3 separate regions of the Ovis aries genome follow, and all the other regions are linked to region 3. A link is a contact called in public Hi-C data. All regions are on one chromosome and are shown on one strand. The core of a region is the stretch at or near the end of the contact, and the rest is flanking DNA. Distances in the headings are between cores, read along the strand shown.

What was found. Hi-C and Micro-C count contacts between places; a contact is called where the count stands out from the background.
Region 1: a Hi-C map of tail adipose tissue shows a contact between it and region 3, with 5 times the contacts expected there. The contact joins two enhancer-like sites. A contact is called at or near these places in 5 of 16 Hi-C or Micro-C datasets (liver, muscle, omental adipose tissue and 1 more).
Region 2: a contact with region 3 is called in a Hi-C map of liver, with 4 times the contacts expected there. The contact joins two enhancer-like sites. A contact is called at or near these places in 11 of 16 Hi-C or Micro-C datasets (blood, hypothalamus, liver and 6 more).

Annotation. Positions count from the first base shown.
Region 1 is chr2:232,043,844-232,048,422 of ARS-UI_Ramb_v3.0, forward strand. The region is part of intron 3 of FBXO36 (F-box protein 36); the gene reads left to right. LOC132659231 (a long non-coding RNA gene) reads right to left here. Exons shown (of 2, transcript XR_009599430.1): 2 at 3,346-4,579. Among named protein-coding and RNA genes, the nearest start is that of SLC16A14, 55 kb to the right of the region's middle. Within about 2 kb of position 2,223, at least 2 of the 54 cell types and tissues checked have an H3K27ac peak or open chromatin away from gene starts, as enhancers often do. A contact at or near this core is called in tail adipose tissue, where this site is marked.
Region 2 is chr2:232,198,125-232,203,080 of ARS-UI_Ramb_v3.0, forward strand. It overlaps SP110 (SP110 nuclear body protein), which reads right to left. Exons shown (of 20, transcript XR_009599432.1): 11 at 4,412-4,606. Among named protein-coding and RNA genes, the nearest start is that of SP110, 30 kb to the right of the region's middle. Within about 2 kb of position 1,272, at least 3 of the 54 cell types and tissues checked have an H3K27ac peak or open chromatin away from gene starts, as enhancers often do. A contact at or near this core is called in liver, where this site is marked.
Region 3 is chr2:232,467,149-232,472,140 of ARS-UI_Ramb_v3.0, forward strand. No RefSeq gene overlaps it. Among named protein-coding and RNA genes, the nearest start is that of CAB39, 66 kb to the right of the region's middle. Within about 2 kb of position 1,288, at least 25 of the 54 cell types and tissues checked have an H3K27ac peak or open chromatin away from gene starts, as enhancers often do. A contact at or near this core is called in liver and tail adipose tissue, where this site is marked.

The DNA.
Region 1 (4,579 bases), core at 973-3,472, 420 kb before region 3:
TTACTTGGCGAATTACAAAGTGAGCAATCTTTTGGTTCTTAATTGTTGTTTGGTTTGATTTCTAAAAATTTCACTGATCTTATCCAGAATTCTGGGAATCCCGGGTCTTCTGTCTGCCTATCCCTCCTCTCTCATCTCCCCTCTGTCCACGCCTCCTAATATCTCTGGCCTCATTCACAGTAACCTCTTGGTTGTCACATCCAAAGGATGAGGCCTCCCACTCCCTGACCCATCTCCACTTCCAGGATTCTCTGGTGGGTTTCTTCCTGGTGGCTTGCTCACTGATTCATTGGCTAAACCTTTTGTGGGGGCTGAAGGTGGCTTTCTAAAATACACGCTGGTCATGTCACTGCCCTGCTCAGTGACCCTTAGCTATGTCCATCATTTTCAGAATGGGATCCATAGTCTTGGCTGGCACTTCAAGCCACTGTGTCCCAGCCCCGGTTCCCGCCCACAGCCCCAGCAAGGCAGACCGTGCGCTATCCTGTGTGCTCAGCTCTCTGCGCCCCTAGGCCTTTCTTACGTTGTTCCCTTCAGCTCAGACAGTATAGAACCTGCCTGCAAAGCAGGAGGCCCGGGTTCAATCCCTGGGTCAGGAAGATCCCCTGGAGAAACAAATGCCAACTCACTCCAGTATTCTTGCCTGGAGAATCCCATGGACAGAGGAGCCTGGTGCGCTACAGTCCATAGGAGTCGCAGAGTCCATGACTGAGCGACTAACACTTTCTTTTGAAGGAATGTCCTCCCTTCTGACCCACCACTCTTAACTCCTGAATGTCCCCTCCCTTGTTTGGGTTTTGTGTTATGTCAATTTTGTTTTATTTTTGAAAAAGAAAATTGATTTGCATTGCAATAACCAGGTTGACAATTGAATAAAAAATGATGTCTTTTAATGTGTAGTAAAAAGTAAATTTCCCTCCCATTCTTGATCCTCATTCCTCTAATTCTCATCTCCAGCAACAATCATATTTCCCGTGTCTTGTATGTCCTTCCAGAGAGTCTATGCACATGTAAGTGTGTGTGTGTGTGTGTGTGGTGTGTGAGCATATAAACATCTATATATACACACTCTTTTAAAAAGCATAAAAGCATATGGTAGCACTTTATACATTGTGCTCTGTCCGTGTTTTTATCTAAAACATATTTTAGATCTCTTTCATGTCTACATCTAAATCTTCAATTTAGAAAAGTGATTTAAGTTATTGTTATATGGACAAGTTGTAATTTTTAAAACCAGATCCCTAATGATAGACATTCAAGTGGTTTTCCCTCTGCTATTTATAAATAACTCCCCAGACTATGGCCAGACCAGACTCTGCAAAATTGAGTTTGCCTTGGAAGCATAAAGACACATGAGAGACACAGAGGGTGTGGGGACTCTGGTGGGCAGGAGTCCGAGCCTGGGAGAGCCCGTGGTGCTAGCCCACAGCCAAGTCTGTAAGTTTCCACTTATCCCACTTAATGCCACCAGTGATGAGGGCCATCTGGCTGCCTGGTCTTGCTCTGATTTCATGTTGACTAAACCATGGAGCCTCCAGGGATGAGCATCTAAAGGTCTGGTGAGCTGGAAGGGTGTATTTCTCTGGGTAAACCAACACAGTCACTCTGCATCCTGTGCGCTAAGTCGCTTCAGTCGTGTCCGGCTCTTTGTGACCCTGTGGACTATAGCCTGCCAGGCTCCTCTGTCCTTGGGATTCTCCAGGCAGGAATACTGGAGTGGGTTGCCATTTCCTCCTCCAGGGGCTCTTCCCGACCCAGGAATCGAGCCTGCATCTCCTGCATTGGCAGGTGGATTCTTAACCATCTGAGCCACCAGGGAAGCCCCTCCTCTTTATTGGAACTTGGCTCAGATGAGCACGCCCTTGAAAGGTGGATCCTGTGTCTTGGGACACCAGAACGTCACACCGAGGGCCAGCCCTGGGGTTGTGGTGGGCTCACTGAGGTGAGGCTGCCATGTGGGACCTTCCTGGGGGCTGCTGAGGTCCAGATGGGAGGAGGTGGGTATGACCGTGACCAGCAAATGGACATATTTGTCTTGTCTGGAACTCAGGAACAGGCCCCCATGAAACCCGCTGAGGAAGAAAGTCTCTCCTCTGTCACGTTTTGGCCTATGGAGAGCAGATTTTTCCTCATGGTCCCAAATTCTCTATGACTGTGAGTCCCAGGTCTGGCCAAGCAGGCAAGCCACAACGGGGTTATTTTGACATCTCCACTGTGTACAGAGAGTGTGGGTGTTGAAATCAGCTTGAGGCCAGAGAGCTGGGTTCTGTTCTTCACTCAGTGACTCCCCACCATGAACCCTGGGCAGTCACACCCTTATCCCCTCTCAGCCTTAACTTTCACATTGTAAAAGGAAAGATTTTAGCTATTAATAGATAAGTCCTAGGATCCCTGATGCGAAGAACTGACTCATTTGAAAAGACCCTGATGCTGGGAAAGATTGAAGGCAGGAGGAGAAGGGGACGACAGAGGATGAGATGGCTGGATGGCATCACTGACTCAGTGGACATGAGTTTGAGTAAACTCTGGGAGTTGGTGATGTACAGGGAGGCCTGGCGTGCTGCAGTCCATGGGGTCACAAAGAGTCAGAGGCGACTGAGTGGCTGAACTGAACTGGACTGAACTCAAGGATCCCTTAGAACGTCTGCATAGTTCATGTATGTTAAGTTCATGCACCACCACCAGGGGGAGCTAAATCCACGATCAGCTAAGTTTTGGATCCAAGTGGCTAGACTCAGTCAAGATGGGTATTTTGTGTTTTGCACCCTGAGATGTATCAAGCAAAAGAGCCCTAGGGTTTGTGAGTCCTGGCTGGGGGTATTTTGTGGACCAACTTGTAATGCAAAATAAAACTAAATATTTTCCTTATGAAATACAATGATCCATAAATGAAGTTACACTGGTGGAAATTTCAGCTCCAAGAATTCCTTCCTTTCCCCCCAAAACCTCATCATTTTCTCCCATAATTTCTGTTATATAAGATACACTGACACCCTGAAATGTATTGTGCTGGGAAAGAAATAATCATCTAGAGTTCATATTTTTAAAAAGAGGTTCAGATATGTTTGTTTTTTTTTAATACTAAGAAATCTTTTTAAGAGTTTCCCTTTATTGTTTATATTTAGAATATGTTGTAATCTGAGTAGAGAAACTGGACCTTGAAGGGCTGTTGAAGGTGGGATTAAAACAATGAACGACCTGCCTAACATCAAAATGTCTGGAGGGTTGTCAGTATCATAAGATTCAGTATTGCTGTTTGACAGTAACGTTCATGATGTGAATATAATAGTTTTTGCCTTTAATATTTATGCAGAAAGGGTCTTAAATGATGATGCCCTATTATTCTATTCATTTCTGTTTGTAGTTCACTCTTTTCCTTTATTGAAATATGTTGAGACCAGCATGAAGTATGAAAGTAAAGACGATAGCCTGCTTTCTGCTCCAAAGTGGGTATAACAGTATCATGAACAGAGATAATGCTTACATGCTTTTCCCCTTCTCCAGAAAGAAAGCAGAATGCGTGGGAACAAAGCAGGCCAGGCCAAGGGTGGTGAGAGTGGACTGCTTGGCCTCCTGAAGCCATGGATGGGGTGGGTAGTGGCAGCTGGTATGACCAGTTGGGTCCACACACCAGGTGGGTCCGACATCAGTCAGGCGCAGGGTCAGTTCACCTTCAGACAGCTGTCACATGGTGGGGGGAGCTCTCAATCCTGGTGCTGGACCTCCCCAGACTCCCAACCCTGGTGACTGAACTGGCCCCCCAGTAGCTAGGTGCCCGTGGGAACTTTCTTCCCGGTGTCTTATCAGAAGTGGATGAGGTAGCATCTGTTCCGTCTCCCTTTCCTCCCCATCAATTACATCTTTCCGTGTACTTTACCTGTGTCACCCCTAGTAATTGTCACAGCACTAAAAGTTTAACATCATTTCCATGTAGTCACAATAAGTACCACTTATTGAATACCTACTATGTGCTAAGCATTGGATGTACATAATCCAGTGCAGTCCTCAAACAGAGCTGTGGGATGGTTGGGTAGAGACCACCCAGTCTTGATTATCAAGGCAGAAATAGAGACTCAGATAAAGCACACAAGTAATGCGCAGTGGAGTCTAGTGCTGCGCCCAGGCAGCCTTACTCAGTGGCCAGTGTGCTTAAATCACTTTATTCTGCTCCTTAGATGAGCAAATGCAAGATCGGATGTGGAGACAGGCTTAGAGCAGTAAGTAGAATGCCCAGGAGGACTTAATCATTAAGTGTCAGGGCCAGTGCTCAAATCAACTGTGTTTGCTGGTTACCTTGTCTACCTTGGTACCTGAAGAACACAGGAAAATATTCTCTCTTATAAGATGGAGTTAAGTATGCGAATGTGTTTTTTCACTCAGTGAAACAAGAGCTGCAGCAGGTAGGTCCCACAATGACAGGCCATGGCCTTGAAAGAATTTTCCTCAGGTCACATGGGAGCACCCGTGAGCAGTAAGGCAGGAAAGGTCCTCACGCCTCAGAGCATGCCACTGTCCTTCTGTGTGTGTTGTGCTTAGTTGCTCAATTGTGTCCAACCCTTTGAGACTCAATGGACTGTAG
Region 2 (4,956 bases), core at 22-2,521, 270 kb before region 3:
TGCCTGGGGACTTCCCTGGTGGGTCAGTGGTTGAGAATCCTCCTGCCAATGCAGGGGCACAGGTGCAATCCTTGGTCCAGGAAGCTTCCACACGCCACGGAGCAACTATGCCCGTTTGTTGCAACCACTGAACCCGTGCTCCAGAACCCTCGGGCAGCAACTACTGAGCCCATGCCCCCTAGAGACTGTGTTCCACCACAAGAGAAGCCACCACAACGAGAAGCCCTTGAACCACAACTTGAAAGTAGCCTGCTCGCAGCAATGAAGACCAAGTGCAGTCAAAAATAATAATAATAAATAAAAATTAAGGCAGAAAATCCCATCATGGCCTGGGGAAAAGTCTGGACCCCTGTGGTCTGTAGAGGAAGGGCCCGTGTGGCGATGGAGTGGCTGGAGAAGCACCAGTTAGGGGACTAGTAAAAGCAGCACATATGTTTTGTTGTTTATTTGCACAACAGCCTTAAGAAAGGGAAGGCAGTGGTCATGGCCCTCATTTTAGAGTTGGGGACTTTGGCACAGCTTTGGAGAGAGGATGCCTGGCGGTCACCGCACTGTGAGATGAGGCCGGCATTGGAATCCAGACATGCCAGCCCTATGTGTGTGCTCTTTCCATGCCATCAGGAACACTGCAACAAGATTCCACATCATTTAACAGCAGAGGGTGTGGGTGGGTACTCAGTCATTCAGTCGTGTCCGACTCTTTGTGACCCTATGGACTGTAGCCCACCAGGCTGTTCTGTCCCACACAGAGTGTGTGTGTGCCTCCTAAGTCACTGCAGTCGCATCAGACTCTTTGCCACCCCAAGACAAGGTGTTAAATCAGAAGTCAAAGCCGGGTGGGCGGACATGCTAAAGAGGTGGGGGAAGCTGATGCTGACCGACAGCTGTCAGTGTTTGCCTAGACTCTTGCCTCCTACTTGTGTTTCCTACAAAGATCTGGAGGGGGAGTATTTATTTTTCAGCGTAAAACAAAGGACTTGAGATTAAAACACCTAGGTTGGTTTCAGCTCATGCAAGTCCTTTGTGTTCTAATTGAATCTGCAAAATGGGCTGGAAAATACCTATTTGAGGATTAAATGACAAAGAGTAGAACAAATCGGTTGCCAATTGTAAAGTGGCGTAGACACTTACATATGGTTGGCAGGGCTTCTGTGTATGGTCGTGTGGAATATACACTGAGCAAAGAGTCCCCCTTTAAGGTGAGGGGTGGGGAGCTCCTAGTGACATCAGAGCTATAGTCCATTCACACATTTCTGGCCTCTTTCCAGCAGGGGGCAGTAAAGGGCCTGGTTACAAGAATCAGCTCTGCCAGATATAAGTCGTGTGTCAAGGAAGGGGCTCTTTTCTAGTTTATATGGGTCAATGGAGGCCCTGATATAGGTATTCATACTTGATGAGAAAGAATGGATAATGTATTGATCTGACAGCTATTTAAGCACAAACTGCAAAGCGCAGAAGACAGCTGGAGCCACGAGCAAGTCCTTCTGACCTCATTTGATTTTCCTGAAGTGAATAGGATGTACAGACAGTTAATCACACATGTGATAAAACACACAAACTCACAGCCTTAGAGAAGAACTTACGGTTACCGGGGAGAACGGTGCGGGGAGGGATAGTTAGAGAGTTTGGGATGGACATGTACACACTGCTGTATTTAAAATAGATAACCAACAAGTACCTTCTGTATAGCCCAGGGAACTCTACTCAATATTATCTAACAACCTAAATGGGAAGAGAATTTGAAAAAGGATACATGTATAGGTATAACTGAGTCAGTTTGCTGGACATTAGAAATTAACAGAACATTGTAAATTAACTATACTTCTTTTCTTTTTTTTTTTTACAAAGAGATCTGAGGACTTCCCTGGTGGTCCAGTAGTTAAGACTCTGTGCTTCTGCATGGAGTAAGGGGAGTGGGGTCGGTCCCTGGTGGGGGACGTTCTGCATGCCTCAAGGTATGGCTGAAAATATAGAGAACCCCCCCCAAAAAAAAAACTATCAAAAAAGAATTATACTTGTGATAAGTGCCACCAAGAAAAAACACCGTACCTGCTGAGTTCAAGAGGCTTTGTTCAAGGTGAGTCTGAAGCTGTGTAGCAAAGAAGGAGGATGGAGGGGTTGGCTATGGGGATGGAGTGTGTGATGGGGGAGGAGATACATGAGCTGGCCCTGAGCAGGATGGAGCAGGAAGCGCTGGGTGATGCTCAGAGAACCAGGTTGGAAGAGACCCTGGGGGTGTGGCTAGGGGTTGGAATATGGGTGTGGATTATGTTCTATTTCTTGACCCGGTTGTTGGGTACACCTGAGCTTTTCCTTCGGGTGAGTCCCTCAAGTTGTACAGTACGCACCAGCATTTTTCTGTAAGCACAGTGTACCAGTGCTCCTCAAGACGTCAACCTGCGATGAACTTGACCAGAATAGGAATCAATGCAGGGCTGTCTATGATACTATATATATAATAGACAACAAATAAAGACCTGCATTGTACAGCACAGGGAACTCCAGTCAATACTCTCTAATGGCCTAGATGGAAAATAACCTAAACTGGAGTGGATATATGTATTACGTATACCTGATTCACTGTGCTATACAGCAGAAAGTAATACAACACTGTAAATCAACTACACTTCAATAAGGACTTTAAAAGTAATAAAAAGAGTGCATGCTACGTCTCTTCAGTCACGTCTACCTCTGTGCTAATGTATGGCCTGTAGCCCGCCAAGTTCCTCTGTCCATGGGATTTTCCAGACAAGAATACTGGAGTGGGTTACCATTTCCTCCTCCAGGGGATCTTCCCGACCCAAGCATCGAACCTGTGTCTCATGTCTCCTGCATTGGCAGGTGGATTCTTTACCACCAGCGCCGTCTGGGAAGCCCCAGATGAAAACAGGGATGTTAGTAAATGAGGCTAAAGAATGCTGAAGTCATTTATGGTCCTCCCAGAACTCAGTGGTTTATTATAGACGTCAGCAAACTACGGCCCAGGAGCCAATCGGCCCAGGGTCTGTTTCTGTAATGAATGTTTTATTGGAGCAGAGCCAGGCCTACTTGTTCATGTTTTTGCTCTGCCCATTTCCTGCTCCCAAGAAAGGGTTAAAGTAGCAGCCGTAAACCGGTGTGGCCAGCTGAGCCTAAATGACTCACTTTCTGGCCCATTTTAGAAGAAGTGTTTCAAGCTTTGGCTTGCAGTGGCCCCCTCACTTCTGTCCACATTTCTCTGGCCAAGTCACATGGCCCTTCCTGAGTACACAGGGCAGGAGTATGTGACCTTCTGAGATGCTGGCAAGCAGTATTGTGACCTCCCACCTCGGGCTTAACCCTGCGCAGCGTGCAGAGAAGTTTCCAGGAAAACACTGGCAGACTATCTCTCTTTGCCTGTGTATTCAACAAATGGAAAAGGCTTGTTATTCCTGCGTGTGTGTGTGTTAGCCAGTCGTGTCCGACTCTTTGCAACCCCATGGACTGTAGCCCAGCAGGCGCCTCTGTCCATGGAATTCTCCAGGCAAGAAGACTGGAGTGGGTAGCCATTTCTTTCTCCAGGGGCTTTTCCCGACCCAGGGATTGAACCTGGTTCTCCAGTGTTGCAGGAAGATTCTTTATCATCAGATCCACCAGGGAAGCCCTTGTTATTTCTAGCGCTGGTGAAGACATAGGGGAAAGTGTGTCCACACCACATTCGTGGGAGTCTAAACTGGTAACAGTTTGATCATCAGATATGGCATTATTTATCTTATTTTTAATTTAATTTTTTGGCCACACTGCACCATGCCACTTATGGAATTTAAGTTGCTTGGCCAGGGATTGAAGCCAGGCCCTCGGCAGTGAGAGCACAGAATCCTAACCACCGGATGACCAGGGGTTTCCCAGTATGGGATAATCTTATTTTAAAAATATTTATTTGTTCATTTGACTGCGTCGGGTCTTAGTTGTGGCACACAGGCTCAGTGGTTGTGGCACGAGAGCTTAGTGCCCAACCAGGGACTGAACTCATGTCCCCTGCACGGTTAGGTGGATTCTTAACCACTGGACCAGCAGGGAAGTCCCGAGATGATTTTAAATCTGCAGATTCATGCATTAGCCTATTTCACCTCCAGAGACAAACCATGAAGAAATAACCCAGAGAAAGTGTCCCCTTCGAGGTTTGCTGCACTCCCGTCACTAGGCCGGCCCGAATCAGAGAGGAGCCCCCAGACTCCATGGGGCAGAGGTGACTCTGCTGATGGATATGTAAACAGCAGAACCTGGGAGAGGTGACCTGCGTCCCCAGGACACCGCTGAGGCGACCTGCACCCTGGGGACGCGATTACTTCTCCCAACAACCACCCCCAGACCCTGAGACCCCTGCTCTGTCTTCATGCCGCCTCACCAATGCTTCTCCCTCCTTCTAGTGGTCACTTTAGATCTGCGTCACCTGTGCGGGCTCCACGAGAGACCCTCCCACGCTGAGCCTTCAGGTGACCAGTGCCACCACCAGCTTTGTCCTTTTGTGCAGGCTTTCGGGCACCCTCAGCCTGTGCCTTTTGGGCTCTCGTCATGACCTTTGAATTTCTGATTGAGTCATCCTTCTTTTGAGTCTCTTGGATTCTGAGCCCTGATGAGGCTGCTCCTGGGCCAAACAGAGAGATTTGTGATGAGTTTTCACTGGGGTCCCAGCGGCCCTCTCGTTAGCGACCTTCCTCTCACATTCCCAGTCCCCTCACTTTGAGTTCCCTTTGTACCCCTGCCTGCCTCTTACTGCTACTGCTGCTGCTAAGTCGCTCAGTCGTGTCCGACTCTGTACGACCCCATAGACAGCAGCCCACTGGGTTCCCCCGTCCCTGGGATTCTCTAGGCAAGAACACTGGAGTGGGTTGCCATTTCCTTCTCCAACGCATGAAAGTGAAAAGTGAAAGTGAAGTCGCTCAGTGGGGTCTGACTCTTAGCGACCCCATGGACCGCAGCCTACCAGGCTCCTCT
Region 3 (4,992 bases), core at 38-2,537:
AGTCAGCCACTGTTTCCATTGTTTCTCCATCTATTTGCATGAAGTGATGGGACCAGATGCCATGATCTTAGTTTTCTGAATGTTGAGCTTTAAGCCAACTTTTTCACTCTCCTCTTTCACTTTCCACAAGAGGCTCTTTAGTTCTTCCTCACTTTCTGCCATAAGGGTGGTGTCATCTTACAAAACAGGAGAGATTTTATTTGGGTCCCTGGTGACTGCAGATATGAAATTAAAAGATGCTTGCTCCTTGGAAGAAAAGCTTTGACAAACCTGGACAGTGTATTAGAAAGCAGAGACATCACTTTGCTGACAAGGTCCGTATAGTCAGAGCTATGAGTTTTCCAGTAGTTGTGTACAGAGGTGAGAGTTGGACCATAAAGAAGGCTAAGCACCAAAGAACTGGTGCTTTTGAACTGTCGTGCTGGAAAAGACTCTTGAGAGTCCCTTAGAGTACAAGGAGATCAAACCAGTCAATCCTAAAGGAAATCAACCCTGAATATTCATTGGGAGGACTGAGGCTGAAGCTGAAGCTTCAATACTTTGACCACCTGATGTGAAAAGCTGACTTATTGGAAAAGACCCTGATGCTGAGAAAGACTGAGGGCAGGAAAAGAAGGGGACGACTGAGGATGAGATGGCTGGATGGCATCATTGACTCAATGGACATGAGTTTGAGCAAACTCCAGGAGATAGTGAAGGACAGGGAAGCCTGGCATGCCACAGTCCATGCAAAGAGTTGGGCAGGACTGAGCGACTGAACAACAGTTTTACTATGGGGCTTAATTATGGGAGGGGGAGTCAAGAAAAATGGCAAAATGTCAAGCTCCAAACTCTGTCTCTCCACTTAGACAACAGCTGTACTAGCAGAAACTGGCCAAAGGGTGGGAGGCACCCAGCAAGGTCTCAGAGAGAGAAGAGTGAGGTCCTAACAGATCACTCAGCTCTGTAGCTCAGAGCTACGCCTGAGCTTCCTACTCTGCTAGTCTCAACAAACTCCAGACAAGCGCGGGCAGAAAGCACTGGGTCTCCGCTTGAAGGGAGCCTTCCAGGGGCTCTCCTCCTCTTTTCCCTTAATTTCATCCTGGGGTGAACTAGGTTTGGCCAAGGTGGACTTAATGGCAAAGGTGAAGACCTTCAGGATGAGGAAGAACTCCTGTCCCCAAAGGAAGGAATCATGATCGGATCGACAAGGGATGAGAGACTGAGGCCGCGCTTGGGTAACAGGCAGGAGCGGTTTTCGCCCAGCAAACACCGGATGTCGGGGGAGGGGTCGGGACTTCCCCGCGGGCACAAGGTCGCTTACTGGAAGTCAGCTGCTGACGCAAGCTCAGCCCTCTGGGAGCCAGCCACGCACTTTCCCAAAGCACCCTCCCCTTGTGGGGCAGAAGTCAGCCAAGACGATCCTCTAAAGCGATGCACATTATCAAACGTGGTTTTGACGCAGTGGGTAAATAGCCGCTGCCCTGAGCCCCTTCAAGGGCCTCCCTCCACTCCCTGCTGCCCTTGCCATTCATCTTATACCTAAACACCACCACCCGCGCCACCCTACCCCAAGACCTCTCCAATCAGCAACCAATCAGTCCCGGATCCTCCAAGAACCTGCTGCAAACTGCGGCCGGTGTCAGTTTTCATCCGGAGCACACAGAGCAAGATGAAAGGAGAGGCATGCCACCGGGGTCACTTTCTTATAATTCTAATTTTAGCAAATGAAACTTCGCTTTAAATCTGCATTTTTCAGGGTAGGATGCGGGGACGTAGGAGGGATATTCAAGTGGCAAGGGGACATAGGTAGACCTATGGCTGATTCATGTTGATGTGGTAGAAACCGACACAATACTGTAAAGCAATTATCCTTCAATTAAAAATAAATAAATTTTTTAAAAGATGTGGTGTTTTTTTTTCATTTTTTAGGGTTCTTCCTCTACCCCGTTCCCAGCTCCAGAACCTTCAGAACGTCTACACTGCCCTCTGATGGCTGAATGTTGTTATTGATCAGTCCCCTTTAGAAATGTCTTAAAACTTTTCCTCTCCTAATTCATCCTGTTGTCAGTCCTGAAAAAGTAGAACTCATTTTTTAATCCTCTAAACAAAGATCTCAAAATCAAGATTAGAAGTTATATTGTTTGTTTGGTTGCAAAGCCTGTCTGAATCTTTTACCACCCCATAGGCTGTAGCCCACCAGGCTCCTCTGTCCATGGGGTTTCCCAGGCAAGAGTACTGGAGTGGGTTGCCATTTCTTTCTCCAGGGGATCTTCCCCACCCAGGGATGGAACCCACGACTCCGGTGTCTCCTACTTGGCAGGTGGATTCTTTACCAGTGAGCTACCTGGGAAGCCCTAGAAGTGACATTGTGAAAGTCGCTCAGTCGTGTCAGACTCTTTGCGACCCCATGGACTATACAGTCCACGGAATTCTCCAGGCCAGAATACTGGAGAGGGTAGCCTTTCCCTTCTCCAGGGGATCTTTCCAACCCAGGGATTGAACCCAGGTCTCCCACACTGCAGGTGGATTCTTTACCAGCTGAGCTACAGGGGAAGCCCAAGAATACTGGAGTGGGCAGCCTATCCCTGCTTCAGCAGATCTTCCCCACCCAGGGGTCTCTCTTCCCCAGTCAGGGGTCTCCTGAATTGTAGGTGTATTCTTTACCACCTGAGCTGTCAGGGGAGCCCAGAAGTGACATTATTTCCTTCTAAGTAAAAGGGAGTGAAATAATATAAGAAATTGGTGCCTGAGATAGTTTTCCTGTTTGGCAGTTCATATGCCCATAATTGAATTCATGACCTAGACAGAGAGGTCTTAGTTCAAATTGTGAGGATCCTATATCTTTCACTCTTTTTCACTGCCACTGCTGAGCTGTCCCTGAGAATGTCCTTGGGCCTAGATGTCCTCAAGGACCAGACATCCCTGTCCTCCGGACCTCCCCCTTAGGCTGGCAGTGCTACCAGGTGAGCCTCCCTCAGGGGACTCCCGCAGGGACCAAGGGCTATCTGAAGCTACAGGGCAGCGACACAGCGCTGCGCATTCATCTGGACAGCCTCCACCTCAGCACGCAGCCTGTTGACCTCCACTGGCTTGCCTTACAGATTTTGAATCTGAGAATGCTTCTTATAAGAGGAGTCTCACGGTGCCTTGCACAGAGAAGAAAGATCTGGGTATTAAGGTGAGCATCACCGCAGCTGACAGCTGTCTTTTAAGGGGCGACGAGAAGTGGGTTGCTGTGGATGGACATCGTCTTGGGGAGGGCTCCATCTGTGCACCGTCATAACTGTTGCCCAGCACGAGTTCATGCGCAGGATGTGACCTCTGGAGGTGATGTGTGTAGAGAAGTGGCTTCACACCAGAGGTCATGTTCCAGTGGGAGCTCCTTCTGTGATGTGTGTGGTTGGCAGACGGAACCAAACTCTTCGTGCATTCATGAGGAGTCCCACACAGAGAACAGGGTGAGTTTTCTCAGACTGACAGTCATAACTAAGACGGCATCATGGCTCCAGCCCCAGGAAATTGTATCCACAAAAAGCATCAGGCAGGGGCAGCAGACACTGAAGCAGGAGCAACATGCCCAGAGATGAGTGTTTCCCAGTCTCGTGACAAGGAAAACAGTTCCCATAAGCAAAAGAGCTTCACATCACAAGTCCTGAAAGGAGAAATAAAATAAAAATAAAGTCTGTTCAACAGGATGTGAACTGAGAACTTCCAGATGTGCAAGCTGGATTTAGAAAAGGCAGAGGAACTGGAGATCAAACTGCCAACATCCGATGGATCATAGAAAAAGCAAGGCAATTCCAAAAAAACATCTACTTCTGCTTCATTGACTATGCTAAAGCATTTGACTGTGTGGGTCACAACACACTGTGGAAAATTCTTAAAGAGATGGGAATACCTGGCCACCTTACCTGCCTCTGAGAAACCTGTATGCAGGACAAGAAGCAACAATTAGAACCTTACTTGGAACAAAGGATGGGTTAAATTCAGAAAGGAGTGAGTCAACACAGTATAGTTACCCTGCTTATATAACTTATATGTAGAGTACATCATGAGAAATGCCAGGCAGGATGAATCACAAGCTGGAATCAGATTGCCAGGAGAAATATCAACAACCTCAGATATGCAGATGACACCACCCTTAAGGTAGGAAGTGAACAGAAACTAAAGAGCCTCTTGATGAAAGTGAAAGAGGAGAGTGAAAAGGATGGCTTAAAACTCAACTTTGAAAAAACTAAAATCGTGGCATCCAGTCCCATCACTTCATGACAAATACATGGGGGGAATAATGGAAGCAGTGACAGACTTTATTTTCTTGGGCTCCAAAATCACTGCAGATGGTGACTGTAGCCATGAAATTAGAAGACATTTGCTTCTTGGTAGAAAAGCTATGACAAACCTAGACAGCATATTATAAAGCAGAGACATTACTTTGCTGACAAAGGTCTGTATATTCAAAGCTATGATTTTTCCAGTAGTCATGTATGGATGTGAGAGTTGGACCATAAAAAAGGCTGAACACCGAAGAAGTGATGCTTTTGAATTGTGGTGCTGGAGGAGACTCTTGAGAGTCCCTTGAGCAGTAAGGAGATCAAACCAGTCAATCGTAAAGGAAATCAGTCTTGAATATTCATTGGAAGGATTGATGCTGAAGCTCCAATACTTTGAACACCTGATGCGAAGAGCCGACTCACTGGAAAACACCCTGACGCTGGGAAAGATGGAAGGCAGGAGGAGAAGAGGGCAACAGAGAATGAGATGGTTGGATGGCATCACTGATCCAATGGTCATGAGTCTAAGCAAGCTCCGGGAGACAGTGAAGGACAGGAAATCCTGGAGTGCTGCAGTCCATGGGTTTGCAAAGAATCAGACATTACTGAGTGACTGAACACCAATGTATGTATGTCTGTATGTGTGTGTGTGTGTGTGTGTGTGTGTGCCCGAGCTTAGTCATATCCGATACTTCGAAACCCCATAGACTGTATCCAACCAGGCTCCTCTGTCCAGGGA